Regions from separate parts of the Zea mays genome. Here region 2 is linked to region 1. A link is a contact called in public Hi-C data. All regions are on one chromosome and are shown on one strand. Each heading gives the region's core, a stretch centred on a gene start, on an enhancer-like site or on the middle of the called end of the contact. The rest is flanking DNA. Distances are from core to core; before and after follow the strand shown. Region 1 holds the start of LOC100285928 (glucan endo-1,3-beta-glucosidase 3). Region 2 holds the start of LOC100193912.

Region 1 (4,765 bases), core at 1,088-3,587:
TACTGATGTACATATAGAAATCCACGATATCCAAGTGGAGAAGGATAGGTAGCAGCCTCAATGATCATATCATGAACTGCTGCGTCAATTTCATTTGAAGTAATGGATGGCTAGAATGAGATTGAAACAAATACTGCGTTATTAAATTATAGGAAGCTAATAATTGAGTTAGAAAAACAATCCAGTCATCTGCAAATGAATATGCTTACCTTAACTGAAGTCCCAGCAAAGTCAAGAACATGGGCAACAAGTTTGCAAGCAGCTCTCGTTCCAGTAATCCATTAAGCCCTTGCATAGTTCTGGCAATCCTTTTGAACTAACATAAGATGGTCGGCCTTTCCACGCCTCAAAGGTGGCCTTTTCTTTGATACCAAATGTGGAAGTGTATTGATATGTTAGCAGAATCATTAAATGTGACCCGTGATGAAAGTTGGTCATGGTGTATTAGGTTTTTTTTTTGCGGAGAATTTGGTGTATTAGTTTAATGTAGATAACCCACAAACTACAAGATTATCATAAGAAGACGCGTACGAACTGATAGACAGTCAAATATTACGAAATCCAGAATCCAGCATTGGAGGTTCCCATGAGTTGGGTCTGGGGAAGGCATAAAACGAGGCAAACGTTCCCCCACAAATACAACCCGCAACCTGGTGACTCAGATAGACCGCCCCTTCAGTGCAAAACAATACAACAACAACATAACCTTTTTGTCCCAAATAAGTTAGGGTAAGCTAGAGATTAAACACACAAGAAACAAGAATAGAAGGAAAAAACACCAAAAGAGTAAAAGACAATACAGTAGAGTTAAGGGTAAATAGAAAAAGAGACAAAGATCATGGTTCATACATGTTAATTGCTAGTCTCCGAGCGCACCTATCCTTAGCTAACATCTTGAAGATATTCCACTCATATCTCTTAGGTACCTCGTCCCAAGTCATTCCTTGGAGATATTCTGCTTCTTCAGTGTAAAACAATAATTGAAACAAATAATGAGCACCACTTGAGCAATAAAAAATAGGAACACGAATAAATCAATTTAAAAAACTATAAATAGATTACCAACGGATAAATAACAATTCTAGAAAATGGTTCTGATTTCATATTTTAAAAACGAAGTAAATTAGTTATGAATTTTTAGAGACTGAACTAGTTTTTTTTATATTTTCTTAAGTAGAAAACTACCTTGGAAACCACTTTACACTGGTTCAGGTAGTGTTCCATCCAGTTTTGACAGTTGTAGAATGTCAGGTACTGTTTTTCATATTTCAGCGTTAAAAATTGGATCGACGTGCGAGATTGATATTGAAAAAAGAACTCTACCATAGAAAAAAGTGGGTTTAAACCAGCATAGAGTGCCAGAAAATATACTTTCTTACCTCCATAAGCTCATCTTCCACCCATGTGAGCCTGCTTGACACAGTAAAGCATCGTTTTGGCACTACGAATTTGCCGGCAACAAGCCAACAATGCAAACTGGGAGGATTAGTTAGGCCTAGTTATAGCAAAACGACCTTAGTTGTAACCTGCACACAAAAAAAATGCCTTCGCGGACAATGACATTAGGAACTCCAACTTCACAACTATCTAGAGCAGTACACTCCATCCAAAGCCACCCGATGGGTCCATAGTTGCACCTTGAAACAGCAAGGAGAAAGCAAACTAGATATGTGCAGAAACAGATATGGAGATGACTAGATGAGTCATGAGTGTATTGTTTACTAGAAGTGTCTGATAACCATGCAGAGTGTTAAGGACAGGTGGCAATAAAATCATTTAAACAGCACGATGTCACGTGAGTCGGCATAAAATTAATTTTCAATCTGAGTCCTAAAACATATAAGGGAGGCATGTAACCAACCCAAGCAAGTAAAAAAATAGGTTCACTCAAAACTCAACTATTACTGGCACAAAAGGCAAGTATGTCTGTATGTGGAACTGACATAAATTGGATAGAAGTACAGTGCAACAATTAAATTTACCACTTTACCAGTAAGCATGCGCCGCGAAATGTGCCGCGGTTCTCTGAAGCCTAGCACATGATCTCGTATCAATGTCCACCCGGTGGGAAGAACACTGACACGAGAGCAGGCAGCGAAGCTATTTTTTTACGAATTGGCACGCAGATGCAGAGAACATGGGCAGAGCGATCGTGCCTATCCGTACCGGAGCCGACGGGACGGAGAGGGGCAGCGACAGTGAGTGGCCGGAGCCTTCCGTCCTAGAAGGCCCGGCCTAGAAGGTCGCGGAAGGGCGTGCTCCCAGTCCAGCGCCGAGCCCGGCCATGGGGAAGAGATACAGGTGTGGAGGACGAACGGGGAACGGAGGTGCCTTGGAGGTTTTGTCGAGAAGATAAAAAACAAAGCGAAGAGAAGGGAAAAGGAAGCCCACAAGCGACCCGTCCTCAGCCTTCAACCTTCGATCTCCAATCTCAAAGCACTCTGGTGGTTGACTTGACTTTTTACCAACAGCCAGCATCGCGGCGGCAATATTCTCGGTTCCATTGATGGGCCTAATGGGCTGGAGTGTCCTCATTGGACTGACACGGAAAATTGTGCATCAGTGCATCACTAATGTATAAACTATAAATCAACAAAATAAATACATATGTGTTTTATTAGTTAGGTGGGTGTGAATATTAGTTTAGAGCCACCAACCATAGTTCGAATATTTATTTGTATATAGTTTTAGCTTTTTCCAATTAAATGTTTAAATGTGGATCTGTCTGACTGCAGGTTGATTACAAGAAAATATAATTAGTTCTTTGTAAAAGTGACAACGGTAGAACCGCAGAACCAAGAAAACTGGTGTTTTAATATAGTAGAGGTAGAGGTAGAGATAGAGATTTCCATGGTCACTCTTTTCCTTTCCGTTTTATGCAAAAATAAGGTAAAATTGTCCACAAATGGGGTTCAAACTTTAGTTGTTGGCTCCACATTCTCACCCACCTAACCAACATGACACATATTTTTGTGTTTTATTAAATCAAAGTCTATCCATATGATACATATAGAATCTGTAGCAATACACGTGCATCGGATTAGTATTGTGTGCTTGTGTATACGTCAAATCTCACTGATGTATTAGGTCATTTTCAATGAAAGTTTCATGAGAGATTTTATGACATTAATTAGTATGCCATATAGGATTTTTGATGGCATGACACTATATTTATTATGAAATAGTTGAAACTAGTTTCATCACTAGAAAACTATGTCAACCTGTTAAGGTATTAGAAAACGTGTGGAACCATCATCAAGGGCAATTTATTTTATCTCCATCTATTTTATCTATTCCTATTGGTTATTTAGATACAACATTTAAGTCACATGCTAGCCCATGAAATTGTAACATGAAACTCCTTATTGAAAGAGCATATTTCATTCTTCATTTTAACTTACTTTTATTAACATGGCAATATTGGAAATAGTGTGATGAAACTACCACTGAGAATAGCGTTATGGAGTCAGGACAACATCATCTTTGCATAATAATGGGATTGATTCTGAGTATTTTAGGACCATTAACGATCATAACTTTGTCTGTAATTGCACCATCAAGTATGCTCCCAAGAGGCACATCAACAGGTGGGGGCTCAACACACCGGTTTAAGCTTCCTATATATGCAATTAGTAGCATATGCATATAGATATGTTTTTGAAAATAGTCCTTGTCATGTCTTACCATTCGTCTAGTCGTATGAACCTATACATTGCCTCCAACAGTATGCTCTTCACCCTTGTTCATAGAATTTTTTCTTCTTCATTGACTTCTCTTATAATTCTTTAGAAGCCCATAGATGACAAAAGGGACCAATAAACATCTAAACGGCCTTTCCAAACCACGAGAGTTGAACCTACATATATGTTAATATATCAAAATAATAGTAATATATCAAGCATCTCGTCTATCATATCAATGCTTGCGCTATTATTTCCTTCCTCTTCTGCAATAAATGTGATGTATTTCTCGCTGTAAAATACACATGTTTCATAATCCGCAATGAAACTATTTTGATACAGGTGTTTACTCATTGTGACCTTATCAAATAACATCGAGTTTTAACATTTGTTGCATGGATACCAGATCTTATCATTATTCAACAAAGGCACCATTAGAAAAATCCTTAGTCTTAGTGATCCATTCAGCTAAGTGAGCTTGAGTTTTATTCCAACCATATACATCCATCGATGATCATCATCCATATTTAATTTTGTAGAATAAAGCAAGGTGCACAATAATGAGTCTGAGTTTTATTCCAACCATATACATCCATCGATGATCATCATCCATATTTAATTCTGTAGAATAAAGCAAGGTGCACAATAATGAGCGTTTTATGTTGCCTATACATAAGGATATGTCCTAAACTCATCCAAGAGTGACCAACACAACGCAGATTTATGATGAGTCCATAGCGTTTGAACGAAATTTCGGTGACATAACGTGTTGTTCTCCACCTGCACAACTGAATATGGTGTCGTGTAAAACAACCTAGGTCATATCGTCAAAATTTTGTTTGAACCACATAGTTTTTCATAAATGTCAATGCTATATTAGTCATTCGGATGATGTCTACAACTTAAGACCGTCAAATCTCACATGTGTGACACACGTGACAAGTGTCGATCCAAAATTGGTGAATTATGTGTTTTGTTACTCTACTCACATAATACTAAAAGAAAAATCTACTGATGTAACATTAGAACAATTAAATAATCATTTGTAGGGTTGAATCGTACATGTTTATCATTCTTAGGCACGG
Region 2 (4,765 bases), core at 675-3,174, 310 kb before region 1:
GTGTTTTAGTTAAAAAATAAATTAGCGGACGATAAATTTTTGAGAACTGAGACAGTGTACTGTGTACTATATATGCAGTTATTAATCCATGGGTGTACGTGTTTTTTTTACAGGAAGTTGCAAGTTTCCTGCGTGTCCTTGGCTGCTACCCGTGCAGCACGACAACGATCTGAGCTGCCGCGTCAAGCCGTCTGTCTCTCGGTTGCTCCGCCTCGGAAGACTAGAGTGCGAGATGGTTGTTGTTTCAACTCGAGTTAGCGATGAATAAATACTTTTGTTCCGATGACATCTCGGCTGTAGCTCCATGTTGAAATGACGAGCACCGCCAGTGTTCTGCGCAAGTAGGTGTACTGTAACGAGTGATCGGACCCTGATTACTGCTGTCAGATTCACTGTATCGAGCAATCGCACCTTGATTCCGCTTCAGATCATCAGATGTTTTGGGATTAAAGTGTATCCCTGGAAAGCAAGATGAGTGATGGAGCAGCTGGGCGCGTGTGCTGTGTGCTGCGTGTCAGTCTGTCAGAGGCGCAGATCCAAGCGATGGGCAAAGGGGGTCATGGCCCCACCTCAATTTTTATATGCTATTATACCTAGATTTAGATATACATCAAAATAAAAAAAACTTTTATATAGTAGGTACAACCAAATCTAGTTTTGATCTAACTTTTTCTCGACAACACATTGCTCAGCCCGCTCTCCATCCAAGTCGTTCGATTCCTTCCTCTAGCGGCTAGCTACTCGTGGCTCGATCGCTCCTTCGGTCATGACTGGATTGATAGTGGGTGACCAAACCCGTCTGCTACCAGTGTCATCTTGTCTTCTCGTCACTCGTTAGTTCATCACATTGTCGGGATCCCACATGCAGCGCCACTACTTTGCCTCCTAGTTCGCATCGACTGGTGGGCAAGCTATTGGTGGGATTCTGCCTTGGCACCATGGTGCCACCACCATCTACCCTCACTATGTCACCAGGTCCCACCATGTTGTCGCAATGCAACAATTGTTGTCGCTTGCCACTGCCTACAGTCGCTTGCCCTCGCTGCCCCTCGCATGTTGCTGCCTCATCATGGCCATCTCAAGGCAGACTCGCCACAACGACGCGTCGATGTGGCCACTTCACCCTGGTGCTCTCCCCTCTCTCCGCCTTTCTGTAGGGTGGCCAAAATGGTTTTCTGATATTCATATCATTTTAGAACGCTCCTAGTATTATCACATAACCTCGTTATTATCATGAAGTTATTTTTATCTAGTCGTCTAGTATCATGATTTGTCTCTTATGATGTCACCCCAGCTAAAATTTTGTTCTGCGTCCGCCACTACTGCTTGTGATAAAAGGACAGTCCAGTCACTATACATCGATGGAATTGTATCCAGCAAACCAACTGCATCCAACCTGGAAAAACAGAGGTACAACTATGCTAAATTTGCATATGGTTTATTCTTTGCATATTTGCTTCAAGATTGTTAGCTTGGTTCTCAAGAGCCATGTATTCTCATCTTCTGTCGGATTTCAGAGAAAAGCTGGTATCAGCTGCTTGAGGGATGTAAGGATAATACTACTTGTTTTTTGTTACGACATATTGATGTTCTTATTACTCAAATTATGTTGTGTTATGTTGAGTAATCATGTGTTTTAGTTATATTTCTCCTTCAGTTTTATGTTGAACTAAGGACACGAGTTTAGAAGTCCCCCTACTAATTATTCCCTGTAGCTGTAGCGTTAGCAAGCGCATTTGAAATGGACTAACAAAAAGAAGAAGAAAAAACAGACCGCTGAAAGACAAAGCCCATGAAACGTGTGACCCACAGATCCAATACCCAACCCTAAAAACGGCCCAACGAAAATACAGCCCAAACTCGCCAAAATTTAAATCATCCCACTCATTACCCATTTACCCTCGCGCGGTCGCCCCTCATCATCTTCAACGTCTCTCCAGCTCGTCTTCGCCTTCTCTCCCTCTTGAATCCCTCACCGGCGGCGATTTAGGGGTTTCCCACCGGTACCGATCCCCAGCGACTCCGGCCGGCCGCAGGACTCCTCGCTGCGCCTATGGAGGGACTCTTCCTCATCGACGTCTCCACCGAGGACGATCTTCTCTTCAACCTCGTCTCACCGGCCCCGCGGCGTCCCGATCCGCTCCACGCAGGTGAGGTGTTGCCCCCCCATCGCGCGGGATTGGTGCCTGCTATTTTGGTTGCGATTTTGTGGATCTGACGGGCGACGATTTTCCGTTAGAGTCTCTAGTGGGAGCCGAGGCAACCTCCTCCGGCGTTTCTCCATCGGCGGTGGTTCGGGCTACGGATCCGGACTGTGTGATGGAGGAGCGGGAAGATCCCGAGCGGACGGAGTCCCCGGAGCAGCGCAAGGCCAAGAAGGGGGTAAACCTCCGCAAGAGCTTGGCTTGGGACAGCGAATTTTTTACCAGTGAAGGTTCATCTTCGCTTTTGTTTTTTCCTGGTCCCCACCCATGTGAAACTCTATCTGTTTTCTGGAATTATTGCCTCTCGTTATACACTCTGGTAAACCTTAATTATGCAGATTGATCGCAACTCTTAATCTTTCCTGGTCTATGCAGGGGTTCTCGACACTGAGGAATTAGCCATTGTAAACAGCACCTATCGTAAGGCCCAAGGTTCCAGGCTGCCTGGAATCATTGAGGAAACGAGGAGATCAGGGGAGTCAACAACCTCAACTCTGGAAAGTGAAACCTGGGCGATGGAAAGCCTTGAGACTGAACTATTTGATAATGTCCGTGCTTCGATCCAGAGATCTCTTGGCAAACCTGATAAACTTTCAGGTCGGCCCGTTGCTGCCTCAAACCCCCCAAAGGCCACAGCAAATGCACCTCGTGTTGCAGGTAACAAGCCTCAAATGCTGACACAACATGCTAGTTAACATCCAAAATTTTAACTCTAGCGATCTTTGTCTGCTGTTGATAACTGATGAGCATATTCCATTGTTCCTTCCAGCTAGAAAAGGTGTTGATCGGATGCCACAGTCAAAGGTATGCTCAGTTGATCATATTGTTCAATTTCAAATTTATGTAATCATTTATCATCACTGATTACATTTGCTTATTGTCAGATGAGGGCCCCTGTTTCAACAAGCCAAGGAGCTGTTAGCAGACAAAGGCCCCAAGTCACCATCAACGAGCCTGTGGCTGCAAGAGATGTATGTCCCCTGTCAGTGATTCCCATTGTAGTTTTTTATCCATTCACCATAATTGGATGCTTGTTTAGCAATTTATTTTGTTACTAAAATGTTCATAGGCAATGCGTGCTAGTTTCTGACTTTGCAATTGACTGAAATTATTAAGTAAACCCAGCTAAGCTTCAGTCTGCCTTGTCTAATATGTAAAGTATCCCCTTGTCTAAATTTATATTTGAATTACTTACCTGAACATGCAATCAAAATCCCAGTGATTAGTATTTCTTCTTGATCTTTTTAATTACTCACCATGTCTGTGGATGCACGACCTATTTTTTTGCTTGATCTTTTTAATTAAAAAGTTCTGTGCTGTGCGATATTCTGATTTCAGCTTCATATTTGCATTTTTTCTTAAGAAGAATTTAACAGGAGCTGCAGAAGCAAAGATATCCTCAAAGCCTCCTAGGGCTTTGCCAAGAGTTGCTATGATGAGATCATCAACTAATACAACTGTCACCTCTAGGGCTTCAGACAAAAGAAACAGCACTGGTGTGTAAATTGGCATGCATTTTTGTTCACTCATTAGTATCGAGAACCCCTGCATAGAACAATATAACATAAACGTAGCCTAATATGTATTTTGTCTTTCAGGGGGTGCTGTCAACAGGCAGGCAGTTGGTAAAACTGCCAGTACTTCAGCTGTCCTGCGATCTGGCAGGGGTACAAATTCCAGTTCAATCTTGAAATCAGGTTTCTTCACATCAGCAGCAACTTCTTCCCATTGTATGTTGATGGACACTAAGCCAGAAGCCAAAACTAAATCAGCAACACTAAGCATCAAGAATAGACCTGCTCAGAGGGTCCCTGTTCGTCCGTCATCAAAATCTGATATCAGCAAAACTATACCCTCAAGATCATCAGGGAACAGGATCCCAGCTAAGGGCCATGCTGACCGTGCATCACCAAGCATTTCACCTAGCAGCTCCATGGACAGCATGAGCTCTGTGATATCTGGGGCTTCAACTGCTTCCACCGTAGGGAAGATGAGTCATACATCCGATAATTTGAATGCACTGTCCCCCTCCCTCAGGAAGAGCAATGACTGCCATCCGAATCCAAAGTTTAGGCCTCCTATTGTCACAGAGGGACATTCTTCTGGAACAGCAGCATCTAGAGATAATTTAAAAGCTACTGCAGAAATAACCAACCAGGGAAAAGGCCTTAAGCCATCGGGGCTTCGGAGACCCACACCCAAGATTGGTTATTTTGATGCTGTATGTGCAGTTTTGTATACTCTTTAACTTGCAATATGTGGTTTCTTTATTAGTGCTTCTAACAATCTTGCTATGTATGTTTCAGGAGAATTATATTGACCAAAACATCGGTGCACAAGTGCAACCACAACTTTCAAATATCCAGTGTCTACCTACTCAGAACATGAATCTGAATGCCGCACCATCTACCTACGGCCAACAGGAATCAAAATTGACAGCAGCACCTCATGAGGAAAGCTGTGTTTCCAAAAGTAAGCTGATGACGCCACTGTCTCTTATGGTGGAAGTAGAGCCTTTTAAGGTGGCCGAACTAGCTTGCACAAACCTGACTGATCCAGTT

The links. Hi-C and Micro-C count contacts between places; a contact is called where the count stands out from the background.
Region 2: a contact with region 1 is called in a Hi-C map of tassel, with 1.6 times the contacts expected there. The contact joins the promoter of LOC100193912 here to the promoter of LOC100285928 in region 1. A contact is called at or near these places in 3 of 25 Hi-C or Micro-C datasets (ear, leaf and tassel).

Annotation. Positions count from the first base shown.
Region 1 is chr7:161,390,188-161,394,952 of Zm-B73-REFERENCE-NAM-5.0, reverse strand. LOC100285928 (glucan endo-1,3-beta-glucosidase 3) reads right to left here and starts at 2,337. Exons shown (of 11, transcript NM_001413829.1): 1 at 2,167-2,337; 2 at 1,380-1,526; 3 at 850-955; 4 at 210-362; 5 at 1-110.
Region 2 is chr7:161,702,965-161,707,729 of Zm-B73-REFERENCE-NAM-5.0, reverse strand. It overlaps LOC100193912, which reads left to right and starts at 1,924. Exons shown (of 10, transcript NM_001359333.1): 1 at 1,924-2,150; 2 at 2,240-2,434; 3 at 2,580-2,861; 4 at 2,974-3,008; 5 at 3,089-3,175; 6 at 3,571-3,700; 7 at 3,803-4,425; 8 at 4,511-4,765. The coding sequence starts at 2,054. LOC100273734 reads left to right here. Exons shown (of 11, transcript NM_001148143.1): 11 at 114-420. The coding sequence ends at 173.